Regions from separate parts of the Sus scrofa genome. Here regions 1 and 3 are each linked to region 2. A link is a contact called in public targeted proximity ligation data. All regions are on one chromosome and are shown on one strand. The core of a region is the stretch at or near the end of the contact, and the rest is flanking DNA. Distances in the headings are between cores, read along the strand shown. Region 1 overlaps HK2 (hexokinase 2). Region 2 has its middle 56 kb from the start of SEMA4F. Region 3 overlaps HK2 (hexokinase 2).

Region 1 (3,723 bases), core at 946-3,445, 140 kb before region 2:
AGTGATACAGTGGCCATTAATTTAACTCTGATGCTGAAGCTGCTATAATGCCTGTTGGAGATCCAGTCAATGCTCCTCATCCTTCACTCTCAAAGAACCTACCAAGTTGAACAGCCAGCCTTTACTCAAGCCTCGTTGCCCTGTACCCAAGAGATTATAACCATCTTTCAGTGTTCAGTGGTAGAGGAAATGATGATGATGGTGAGTTATGGCAGCTAAATATTTACCAAGCATTTCTTACCTGCTGGACACCATCCTATGAGTTTCCTGACTTGATTTCCATTGTTCTTTTGTAAAACTTCGCTACCCCAGTTTTACAGGTCCCTGGGCGGTGAGGGGCAGAGCTAGGATTCAAACTGAGGGGTGGCTGGCTCTCAAGCCAAGCCCTTAGGATCACCGCCCTCACCGGTCCCTTGGACCCTCTTAGTGTGGGGGGTACTCTCTGCCCTGCAATTTCTCCAATGACCTGAGGGCTCTGATTTCTTCTCCATCAGATGAGATTAAGAGAAAGGATATGGGACAGCTCTGCAAAATGCAACTAGAGCACCTTGGCCCAAACGTCCTCTCTTTGGAGCTTGGTGACGGACCCACCCTGAGTTTATTAGGGCCACTCAGGAAGAGATGATTAATCACCTAATGTTATAGCTTCCTAAACACACCACTGAGGCCCACCCCACCTTGGCCAGCACTGCTGTGTTAGCTGAAGGGTAGCCAAGGGAAGCAGAAGTCAGAAATAGGAAGCAGCCTCTGTACAAAGACCTTTTCCCTGCACTGGGAAGGGAGCAAAGGGACTTGGTAGAGTCCTGCCACAGTGCAGCCAGAGCGAGGAAGGAGCACAAGGCCCAAAGTCTTGGGAGAACATCATTTAGGAGATACCAAATGTACACAGGCCTTTGGCATAATGAGAGTTCGAAATCCCATTGAACACAGGCAGCATCTGAGTTTGTCTAGTTTGGCCTTCTCACTCCAATGGCCATCGGGCCTAGGTTTTTGTTTTGTTGGGGTTTTGTTTGTTTGTTTGTTTTTTGGTCTTCTTCATCTTTTCTAGGGCCACACTCATGGCACATGGAGGTTCCAAGGCTAGGAGTCTAATTGGAGCTGTAGCCACTGGCCTACGCCACAGCCACAGCAATGCCAGATCCAAGCCACATCTGCGACCTACACCACAGCTCACGGCAACGCCAGATCCTTAACCCACAGAGCGAGGCCAGGGATGGAACCTGCATCCTCATGGATGCTAGTCAGATTCATTAACCATAGCACCATGACAGGAACTCCAGGCGTAGGTTTTTGAATGCTTCCAAGCATGATAGGTTCCTTACTTCTCTAAGTTGGTTAGCTTCTACTGTTGGTCAGCTCTGGTTGTTAGAAAGCTCTTCCTCAATTTCAGATAAACCTGCTTTCTGATCACTTCTGTCTAGCCTCCGTTCTGCCACTTGGAATAAGAGTTCTTGAACTTGGCTGCACATTAGAATGACACATGGAGAATTCCTGAAACCGTGGAGTCTGTCTGGGTGCTCCAGCCATCTTCCTCACTCCTTGGGCCGGTCTCTGGCATCCAATAATGTGATAACGATGGGCTGTGCTCTGGGCAACTGTTTAAGGTCATTTTTACCACTTTCTCCCTGGAGCCTTTGCAAGCCATGACTTAAGACATTAGTCTAAGTGTGAAATAATCCTGTGTGGATCCTGGATGCTGGGAGTTGGGAAGTCAAACCCTGGGCTTGTTGGAAACAGATTTCAGTGGTTGGATTATCAAAGCAGAATCATTCAGGCCAAGCCTGCTTTCCTAGCTGGTAGTGGTAAAGTGTGTGCTGTGACATTAGAAAAACCAGTGCTCAGGAGTTCCCGTCATGGAGCAGTGGAAAAGCATCCAACTAGGAACCATGCGGTTGCGGGTTCGATCCCTGGCCTTGATCAGTGGGTTAAGGATCTGGCATTGCCGTGAGCTGTGGTGTAGGTTGCAGGCAGGGCTTGGATCCTGCGTTGCTGTGGCTGTGGTGTAGGCCAGCAGCTGTAGCTCAGATTAGACCCCTATCCTGGGAACCTCCATATGCCACGGGTGCGGCCTAAGAAAAAAGACAAAAAAAAAAAAAGAAAAGAAAAAACAGATCCTGGCTCTAGCCCCTTGACAGGTCTGTAACACTGGATGAGTCACTCCTGTCTGAGGCCCAGCTTCCTCCCTATAAAATTGGGAGGGCAGGGCTTACAACAGAGTCATCAGCATAAATGAGGCAATGAATGTAAAGCCGTCTGTCTGTCTCTTTCTACCCCTTTTCCTGTTTTTTCTCACAGATTCCTCTCTGCCAAGTGGCACCCTCAGGGGATCAAGGACCCTTCTCAACCCTACATAGTCACGTTCAGGGTTCACAAAACCAGAACCGTGTCCCCCCAACGTGCCTTTTCTTCCTGTGGTGGGCTGTGTCCCAGTACCCTGGACTACTTTCTCTTTAAATCTCTATCCAAAATAAAGAAGGGGGAGTTCCCGTCGTGGCGCAGTGGTTAACGAATCCGACTAGGAACCATGAGGTTGCGGGTTCAGTCCCTGCCCTTGCTCAGTGGCTTAACGATCCGGCGTTGCCGTGAGCTGTGGTGTAGGTTGCAGACGCGGATCGGATCCCGCGTTGCTGTGGCTCTGGCGTAGGCTGGCAGCTACAGCTCCGATTGGACCCCTAGCCTGGGAACCTCCATATGCCGCGGGAGCGGCCCAAGAAATAGCAAAAAAAAAAAAAAAAACAAAAAAAACAAAAAACAAAATAAAGAAGGAAAGGAGGGCACATTCCAGGCTGGGGACACAGAGGTAGGCCAGAAGCAGAGCCTGGCTCAGGTGAGAGAAGTCCACCTGCGTACCCAGAGGCCAGGGTGTGCAGGAAAGAGAGAAGGACAGTCGTTTTAGACACATCTATTTAGCCATCTTGCAAGGACTAGAATTCCTCATTGGGCCATTTTGGTCAATGTCTTCCTTCCCCTGGCACGCCAGTCCTCGCTTGCCTCGTCTACAGAATTGTGGCAGAGGTAGGAGAAGTTCTACAGAGAAATCGAAAACAGGCAGGACGCCGGGGGGCCTTCCCAGGTACAAAAGCCTTTCTGTGTCTCCCGTCCATGTTTGCAAGAAGAAAAGGCTTCAGCCCCTTAGTCCTTCCAGAGTTCTAAAGAGCTGATTCGAGCAGAGCAGGTACTACTTAGGGAAGGGAGGGGATGAAGAAACAAAGGGAAGGCAGTCAAGAAACAATAGTGCAGCGGAGTTCCCAGTGGAACTCCGACTAGGAGTTAACGAATCCGACTAGGAACCATGAGGTTGCGGGTTCGATCCCTGGCCTTGTTCAGCGGGTTAGGGATCCGGCGTTGCCATGAGCTGTGGTGTAGGTCGCAGACGCGGCTCGGATCCCATGTTGCTGTGGCTCTGGTGTAGGCCAGCTGCTACAGCTCCAATTAGACCCCTAGCCTGGGTACCTCCATGTGCCGCGGGTACAGCCCTAGAAATGGCAAAAAGACAAAAGAAAAAAAAAAAAAAGCAAACAAACAATAATGTAGCGATAAAGTAGGGTCCTGGCTTCCTCTCAAGGAAATGTATGTAACAATATCTTTGAGTTCTTCTGCAAGAACTCAGGCCCCACCCAGGGGGAGAATGGTGACTTCAGGAGGCTGAGCACAAGATTCCTGGAGCACCACCCTGTGACCTCATCACCAACCAATCAGAAGTCATACCCTGCAGCCCTCACC
Region 2 (4,009 bases), core at 1,222-3,721:
AACGCAGGATCCAAGCCACGTCTGCAACCTACACCACAGCTCACGGCAACACCGGATCCTTAACCCACTGAGCAAGGCCAGGGAACGAACCCGCAACCTCATGGTTCCTAGTCGGATTCGTTAACCATTGCGCCACGACGGGAACTCCAATAGGTACTTAATGAATGTCAGATATTGTTACTATTATGACACCACTGCAATCAAACTGAATCTCTTGGCTTCCCCATACAAGTTTTAGGATTTATTTCCCATAGCCCCACTTTTTTTTTCTATTTTTAGGGCAGCACCTGCAGCATATGGAGGTTCCCAGGCTAGGGGTCAAATCAGAGTTACAGCTGCCGACCTACACCACAGCCCCAGCAACGCGGCTGCACCATAACCTACACCATAGCTTACCCGAAAACTATACCAGAGCTCACGATGCCACTGGATCCCCAACCCACTGAGCAATGCCAGGGATCAAACCCACATTCTCATGGATACTTGTTGGATTCATTTCCGCTGCGCCCAACAGGAACTCCCCACTTTTGCTCATACTGTTCCTTTTGCCCTGCTCAGATGCTATTTCTATGACTTTTCCTTAAACTGTAGGGCTCGCTCCTCGCGTCTCACAACCTCATGGGCTCTTTGCTTTCAATACTTCTAAAGCATTTACATTGCTGTCTGGTGAGCTGTGCGAATGCTTTATCTTCCTACAGATTAAGATGAGACTATGTCTTGCTCATATTTAATCCCCTCTCTACAGTCCAACATGGGGTCAGGCACTGAGATGAAACTCAGGAAACTTTAATCAAAAGATTAAGTGGAAGACATTTCCTATTTTTCAACAACAAAGTTTCATCTTGATACCTGTTTATTAAACTTATATTTAGTAAGCACCCTATTAATCTTATTCATACATCTTATTAAGCCTAGGTTTAATGAATATGTCCTCTCAACACTTACAGTCTCGTTCAGCAGATTATGCTTTTGGAAAAAATGTTGAGGACAAGTCGGGGCAATAGTTAACAATGTGTTCAACCAACTATAATCAAATTTCATAATGTATAATCCAGACAGTTTTCTGGGTGGTCAAGCTACGGAGGACAGATGGGGGGAGTTAGAAGGTGAGGAGGGGAGAGACAAAGGCAGAAAACCTCACTAGAAGGCTGAGCTCACTGAAAGGCAGAAGAATAGGGAAGGAAAGCAGAGGGAGGAGTGATTTTACAGCAAATAATTATACCTGCTTTCTTTGGGGGGGGGGTAATTGGAATGTGCTACCTACTAAGATTCTTTGCACTGGAGTCTCAATAGATGGCAATGGATGCCAGCCTCACTGTCCGCATATAATCATCATAACTGTAAACACCAGGGATTAATATTTACCTGTCAGAGGTCCATGTGAGTGACAGACATCTCCCAAACCTGTAGCTGAATAAAAGCAACTGCAATTCTTGGTCAGTCAGCTTTGATTAAAGAGTTTTATGCTTTTTCCTACTTTGAGGCTCTAAGCTGCTATTCAGTTTAATAAGGTTACCCATACTTCATCAAAGAGAAGGTTTGCCAGGAAGCCAGACTTTCCTCTTGGTCACACATGTACAGCCATCAGTCAGGCACGAGCTGATTGTGAGTTAGAAGATGTAATGTGGAGTTCCCGTCGTGGCGCAGTGGTTAACGAATCCGCCTAGGAACCATGAGGTTGCAGGTTCGATCCCTGGCCTTGCTCAGTGGGTTAAGGATCCAGCGTTGCCATGAGCTGTGATGTAGGTTGCAGATGTGGCTCAGATCTGGTGTTGCTGTGGCTGTGGTGTAGGCCAGGAGGCTACAGTTCCAATTCGACCCCTAGCCTGGAAACCTCCATATGCCGCAGGCACAGCCTTAGAAAATGCGGGGTGGGGGGGGGGGGATGCAATGTGAGGAATTCTAGAAAGAAAACTACTGGCCCCAAAGATCTCCTCCAAAAGCCTGTCCACGTGCCTGAAGTGACCCCATTATAAATCAGGCAATTGTATTCAGTTCTTACAAATGTAAGTCTCCTAGAGGAAGGCCACATTTAGTCTGTCACCTTCTGGCTTGAATATGATTAGCATCCTTTGAAGGTAGGAAAGAAAGCCATAAAAAGAGAAAGAGGAGTCCCTGCCAGGAAAGTGGGGGATAAAGAAACAGCTCTGGCCAAAAGAAAAAAGCCTCCTGTCGTGAGGCTGCAGAGCCAGGACCAATTCCTTGGCTTCTGCCAGACGTGCAGTAAGCGCGAAGACAGCGCGGTGGAGCCCCAGGGGCCCAGCCCTGAGACCTGCGGAGCCTCAGGCCTCTAGCCACACTGGAGGCGGAACACATGGGCGGGCGGCTGGCCGCGGGGATCTGCGGTGGCAGTGGATGCATTGCTGTAAAGTCTTTGGAAATGCGACGGGGCTGCCCAGGCGCTGCAGCTTGGCCTGAAGGAACTGGCATCCACTCGGGATATTGCCCACAGCGGCTCAGGCAAAGGCTTCCGCGTGGGCGGGGCACAGGATGCTGCGCCTGCCCTCCCTGCAGCCGCCCTGTGCTGCAGGTTTCCCAGGTCCACGAAGCCTGCTCGTGGGGAGTTTCAAGTTCATCTCGATTCAAGTTCAAGGATTTAAATGAGATTTAATGATTTAAATGGCAGGTTTTATCAAGAATCAGAGTTCATGGATCTTATTTCTGTATCCAACCCGGTACTCATCTTCTATTTCATTATCCCTCGTGACTCTCGTGCTGCCACCTGCAGGTGAAAAGGGGAATTGAGCGCACTGTAGTTGGGTGGCCAGTGACTGGAAGGCGGCTTTCAGCACAGAGTAGAGTATAATTCCAGATTACTAGAACTACTGGAATCATTGACATTTAAAGATATACATTCCAAAGAGCACAACAATTGACAAAAAACTTTATCTAGCCTCCACAGTCCTCTGGAGGTTTCCCTTCCGTTTATTTTTCCACTTTGCGAACTTGGAAAGGGGAAGATGATATATGTTTGCACAAATGCAATGTAGTGCTATAAAACAGATGTTCACCACCAAAGCATGTTCACCACCACACCATGGCTCAGAGCTGGTGTGTTACCATTGCCACCTCCACGATGTCACTGAGATTTCCATCACAGTTAGTGTGCCCTGCCTGTATTACTTAGGGTGGCCCCTATGACACACCAGTGGCCATCATCTAGGTCACCCACCAGATTACCTCATGGCCCTTATTCTGTGTCACAGTGACTCTTTCTTTAAGCATTCTAGTACTACGACTTTGGAAGTGACTAAGACTTCCCGTCATGGCTCAGCGGAAATGAATCTGACTGGTATCCATGAGGATGCAGCTTCGATCCCTGGCATCGATCAGTGGGTTAAGGATCTGGCATTGCCGTGGTTGTGGTGTAGGTCGCAGACGCAGCTTGGATCCTGCATTGCTATGGCTGTGATGTAGGCCAGCAGCAACAGCTCCAATTCAACCCCTAGCCTGGGAACTTCCATATGCCACAGGTGAGGCCCTAAAAAGAGACCAAAAAAAAAAAAAAAAAAAAAAAAAAAGTGAATGCTTATTTTTAAAATAATTTTAAAACAATTCCATTAGAGTGATAGTTAAGAATATAGACCCTAAACATCAAGGTTCTACTGTATAGCACAGGGAACTATATTCAGTATCCTGTGATAAACCATAATAAAAAGAATATATATATGTATAACTGAGTCCCCTTGCTGTACAGCGAAATTAACACAATATTATAAATCAACTATACTACAATAACTTTTTTTAGAAAAAATATTGATCCGGAGGTCAGGCTGCCTAGGTTAAATTCTAACTCAAGTTTTTTAACTTTGTGGCCTTGAGGAAATCACTTGTTCTCCCTATGCCTTACTTTCTTCTACTAAATGGAAGTGACAATACAGTTCTCATGGGACTGTAGTGCATTTTAGGTGTGATAAAGCTCATGAGTGCCTGCAGTACAGTCTACAAAAAGATATGCTCTGAGCTCAAAGCACCCATGGATGGGTTCAGGCTTTGACACTTGCTCGTT
Region 3 (4,041 bases), core at 1,262-3,761, 160 kb before region 2:
GGAAAGGATATCTGTGTATTATTACTGGTTTACTTCATTGTACACCTGAAACTAACACACTTTGTTAAGTCAACTATACTCCCAATAAAATTTACTAAAAATAAAAATGTTTTTTAAAAGGTGGTGGTTTTGCAGTCTTTCCTGATGGACTGACGGGAAACCACAAATAGGCAAGTACTGCTGACAGTTCCGTCCTGGGGAAAGGAACGTCACTCCTCGATTTCTCTTCAGATGCCACAAGGACAGACATTCCTCCGGGTCCCTCCTCCCTGGAGCCCCGACCCCCACAAATACACATGAACCACCTGCGCCAAGGATGTTATGCCTTCCAGGGCCCAATATTTCTCAGGCAGGCTTAGCACGGTTACTGCGGGAGCTACATCCGAAGGCGACCTCTTGCGACAGTGGATGGATCCTTCTGCCTAAAGCCCATCTCCACACTGCAGGAGAGGCCGTCACACAGCGCAGGAGTTAAGAGCTGAACCTCAGAGACAGGTAGGCGGGCTGTGTTTTAAATTCCAGCTCGGTTGTGTGACTACCTGTATGGCTCCTCTGAGCCTGTCACCTCACCTGCAGAACGGGGCTCTGATGCTGACGTTCCGGGGCAGGGCGGTGGCGGTGGCGGGGCGGGGGGTGGCAAGGGAGCTCATGAGCTCAACGTCAAATACAGAACATATTATGTGTGAATAAGTACGGAGTAAACCATCACGAAACAGCTGCTGCCCTCACAGTTATTTCCCTTTGATAAGGGGTGGCTTCTCTCCTAGTTCTCCCCAGCTCTTCCACTCCCTGCTCACTTCTGTCCTGCTCCTGGCCCGAACCCTACCTGGACTGTGAAACCTCCAGGACATCCCAGAAGCCCAGAGCTGAGGAATATTTGTTAAGTGATGTGGCGTGAAGGCAGCTGGCATCTATGTGCCTGGGACATTCAGAATGGACGGGCAGGAAAACATGCCTACGGCAGGTTTCTTAAGTACACAGCCACAAGGCAGACGACCCAATAGACTCCAGAGGGATCATTCTGCTGAGTGACTCTAGTTGGTATTGGAGGCAACGTATTAAGAAAACATCTCATATTGCATTTGCTCATTGATGGTTCATTTGTTAAACAAAATATCTGAGTGCCAGCTGTGGGATTTATATATGAGACCATAAGGCCAGAGGTCAGATTGCTTTTATTGTTAAGCGTGCTGTTATGTCTCGAAAAAAGTTTAAAGTTTTTAAAAATAATAAAATAAAACATCTGATTTTTAAAAGTATAAATAGTACGAAAGCGGAAAAAATGAAAAGCAAACATCTCTTTTCTTCTCCACACCCTAAAAGTAACCACTATACTGTTTCTTGAGTGTCTTTAGATATATTTGTATTAAAAAAGGGGGAGGAGTTCTCCTCGTGGCTGAGTGGTTAACAAATCCAACTAGGAACCATGAGGTTTCGGGTTTGATCCCTAGCCTTGCTCAAAGGATTAAGGATCTGGCATTACCGTGAGCTGTGACGTAGGTTGCAGACGAGGCTCGGATCCCTCGTCGCTGTGGCTCTGGCACAGGCCAGCGGCTGCAGTTCCAATTAGACCCCTAGCCTGGGAACCTCCATATGCCAGGGGAGCAGCCCTAGAAATGGCAAAAACAAAAAACGAAACAAAACAAAAACACAGGGAAGGCTGTTAACTGACACATTCTAAGAAAAGGATGTGAATTTCTGGGTCTAAGGATTTCTGCTTTTATTTTGAAAGATATAACCTAATTATCTTCCTAAAAATTCTCTCCAATTTCTGCATAAACCAAAAGGTGGGTTTTACTCTCATCCTATGTTTTGTACAATTAATCTTTGCCAACCTCATAGGTCCAAGTGGTATCTCATTTTTAAACTTGGTTTCTTTTCTTTGTGTAGCTTTAGACACTTTGAATTGTTATCAGCTTGGTAAATTCCCTTTTCTATGAATGTTCTACTCAGATCTTTTAAAATACTCATTATTTTCTTAATAACCTAAGAAAGCTCTTTGTATATTAATGAAAATAGTTTTGTTGGTTGTATATTTGCAATTACTTTTTTCTCCAGTTGGATGTTTATCTTTTAATTTTGCTCATGGTATTTTTTGCCATGAGGAAGGATCTAATTTTTATGTGGTCAAAATACTTAGTTTAGTTAATTTAAGGCCCAATGTTGATATTTTTAACAGACGAGAAATATTTAAGTGATGTTTATAAGCATTATCTCCATATTCCTCAACAACCCCTGTTGGACATTATGATCTCAATTTCCAGATAAGAAAACCAAGGTTCGGGTCAAGTAATTGAAACCAATATTTAAATCCATGTCCAGCTCTCTAGCAACGTTCTGTACTGTAATGAGCAAGAAGGCGACTCATAAGAAAGCTCTAAACCCTCAAAAGAGGAATTCTTCACTAACAAATGCTAAGAGCATAAAACTCAGAGGTTATCCCAGGCCCTAAGCGGGCCTGGGTGGCAAAGGAAGTGACATTGTGGTTCAGAAGCTGAGTCACTTGGTTAAGATCATCATAAATGATTGCTGGATTCGACCCCACCTGACCCCCAAAGCCCAGGCCTGTCCCTATGCACCTCCCATATCTCTTGTGATGCTGGTTCCTAGAAGCTCAGAATCCAGGAAGGAAGTAAAGAAGCCATAAAGTGGTTAAAAAAAAAAAAGAAAGAAAGAAAGAAAGAAAGAAAGCAATAATGCCCTAATCTTTATCAGTAACTTCAGCCCATCCCTCTGGGCCAAATGCTCTCAAACTTGAACGGGAGATAGCAGACTTACATCCACTGGCGAGGGGTGACGCGGCCTTCTCCCCAAAGGACCCTGGGGCTTACTGAAAGTTTTTCGATGCAGGCTTTTTGGTAGGCACAAATTGGCGCCATCTCACCCAGTTATACCAAACCTCTGTTCCCAACTTACTGGACACTCTCCAAGCCCTCTCCGATGAAGATCCTCCTAATTAAGATCATCCCCCTCCAAATGACTTTGGATGGAGTTCCCATCGTGGCTCAGCGGAAACGAATCTGACAAGCATTCATGAGGACCCAGGTTCAATCCCTGGCCTGGCCTCCCTCAGTGGGTTAAGGATCCAGCATTCCTGTGAGCTGTGGTGTAGGTCGCAGATGCGGCCAGGGCCTGGCATTGCTGTGGCTGTGGTGTAGACCAGTGGCCACAGCTCTGATTCGACCCCTAGACTGGGAACCTCCACATGCCTCAGATGGGGCCCTGAAAAGACAAAAAAGAAAAAAAAATTTTTTAATTAAAAAAAGATGTGTTCCCGTCATGGTGCAACAAAAGTGAATCCGACTAGGAACCATGAGGATGCAGGTTCGATCCCTGGCCTTGCTCAGGGGGTTAAGGATCCAGCGTTGCTGTGAGCTGTGGTGTAGGTTGCAGATGCGGCTTGGATCTAGCATTGCTGTGGCTATGGCAAAGGCCGGCAGCTATAGCTCTGAGTAGGCCCCTAGCCTGGGAATCTCCATATGCCTTGAGTGCGGCCCTTAAAAAAAAATAACAATTTGAAAAAAAAGAACAACCCCCTCCAAAAACTGACAAAAGAAGAGGTAACAAGCTTCCACTAAAAGAAAACAAGGGTGTTCCGGTCATGGCGCAGTGAAAACAAATCCAACTAGGAACCATGAGTTTCGATCCCTGGCCTTGCTTAGTGGGTTAAGGATTTGGCATTGCCGTGAGCTGTGGTGTAGGTGGCAGGTGAGGCTCCAATCCTATGTGGCATAGGCTGGCAGCTGTAGCTCCGATTCAATCCCTAGCCTGGGAACCTCCCTATGCCAAGGGTGCGGCCCTAAGAAACGAAAAGGAAAAGAAAATACTTACAGTCGAGAGGAACTGGGAATGGGAACATTAGGTCTCACCACCCTCCACCAAATTGCCCAACAGTTAAGACTCGAGCTGTTGTTTGCTGACTCATTTTGCATCCTGGACTACATTTCTGCCCACTTTCAGTGAGGCTCTTATCAAATACATAAGGTCAGCAAGATAAAGGAGTTTCAATTTCTCCTGGGAACTCACCTGTCCCAGGGAAAA

Evidence for each region.
Region 1: a contact with region 2 is called in a targeted proximity ligation map of alveolar macrophages. A contact is called at or near these places in 1 of 47 Hi-C or Micro-C datasets (embryonic fibroblasts) and 1 of 2 datasets of targeted methods (alveolar macrophages).
Region 3: a targeted proximity ligation map of alveolar macrophages shows a contact between it and region 2. A contact is called at or near these places in 2 of 2 datasets of targeted methods (alveolar macrophages and skeletal muscle).

The regions. Positions count from the first base shown.
Region 1 is chr3:68,210,861-68,214,583 of Sscrofa11.1, forward strand. The region is part of intron 1 of HK2 (hexokinase 2); the gene reads right to left. Among named protein-coding and RNA genes, the nearest start is that of HK2, 18 kb to the right of the region's middle.
Region 2 is chr3:68,346,305-68,350,313 of Sscrofa11.1, forward strand. No RefSeq gene overlaps it. Among named protein-coding and RNA genes, the nearest start is that of SEMA4F, 56 kb to the right of the region's middle.
Region 3 is chr3:68,190,995-68,195,035 of Sscrofa11.1, forward strand. The region is part of intron 2 of HK2 (hexokinase 2); the gene reads right to left. Among named protein-coding and RNA genes, the nearest start is that of HK2, 38 kb to the right of the region's middle.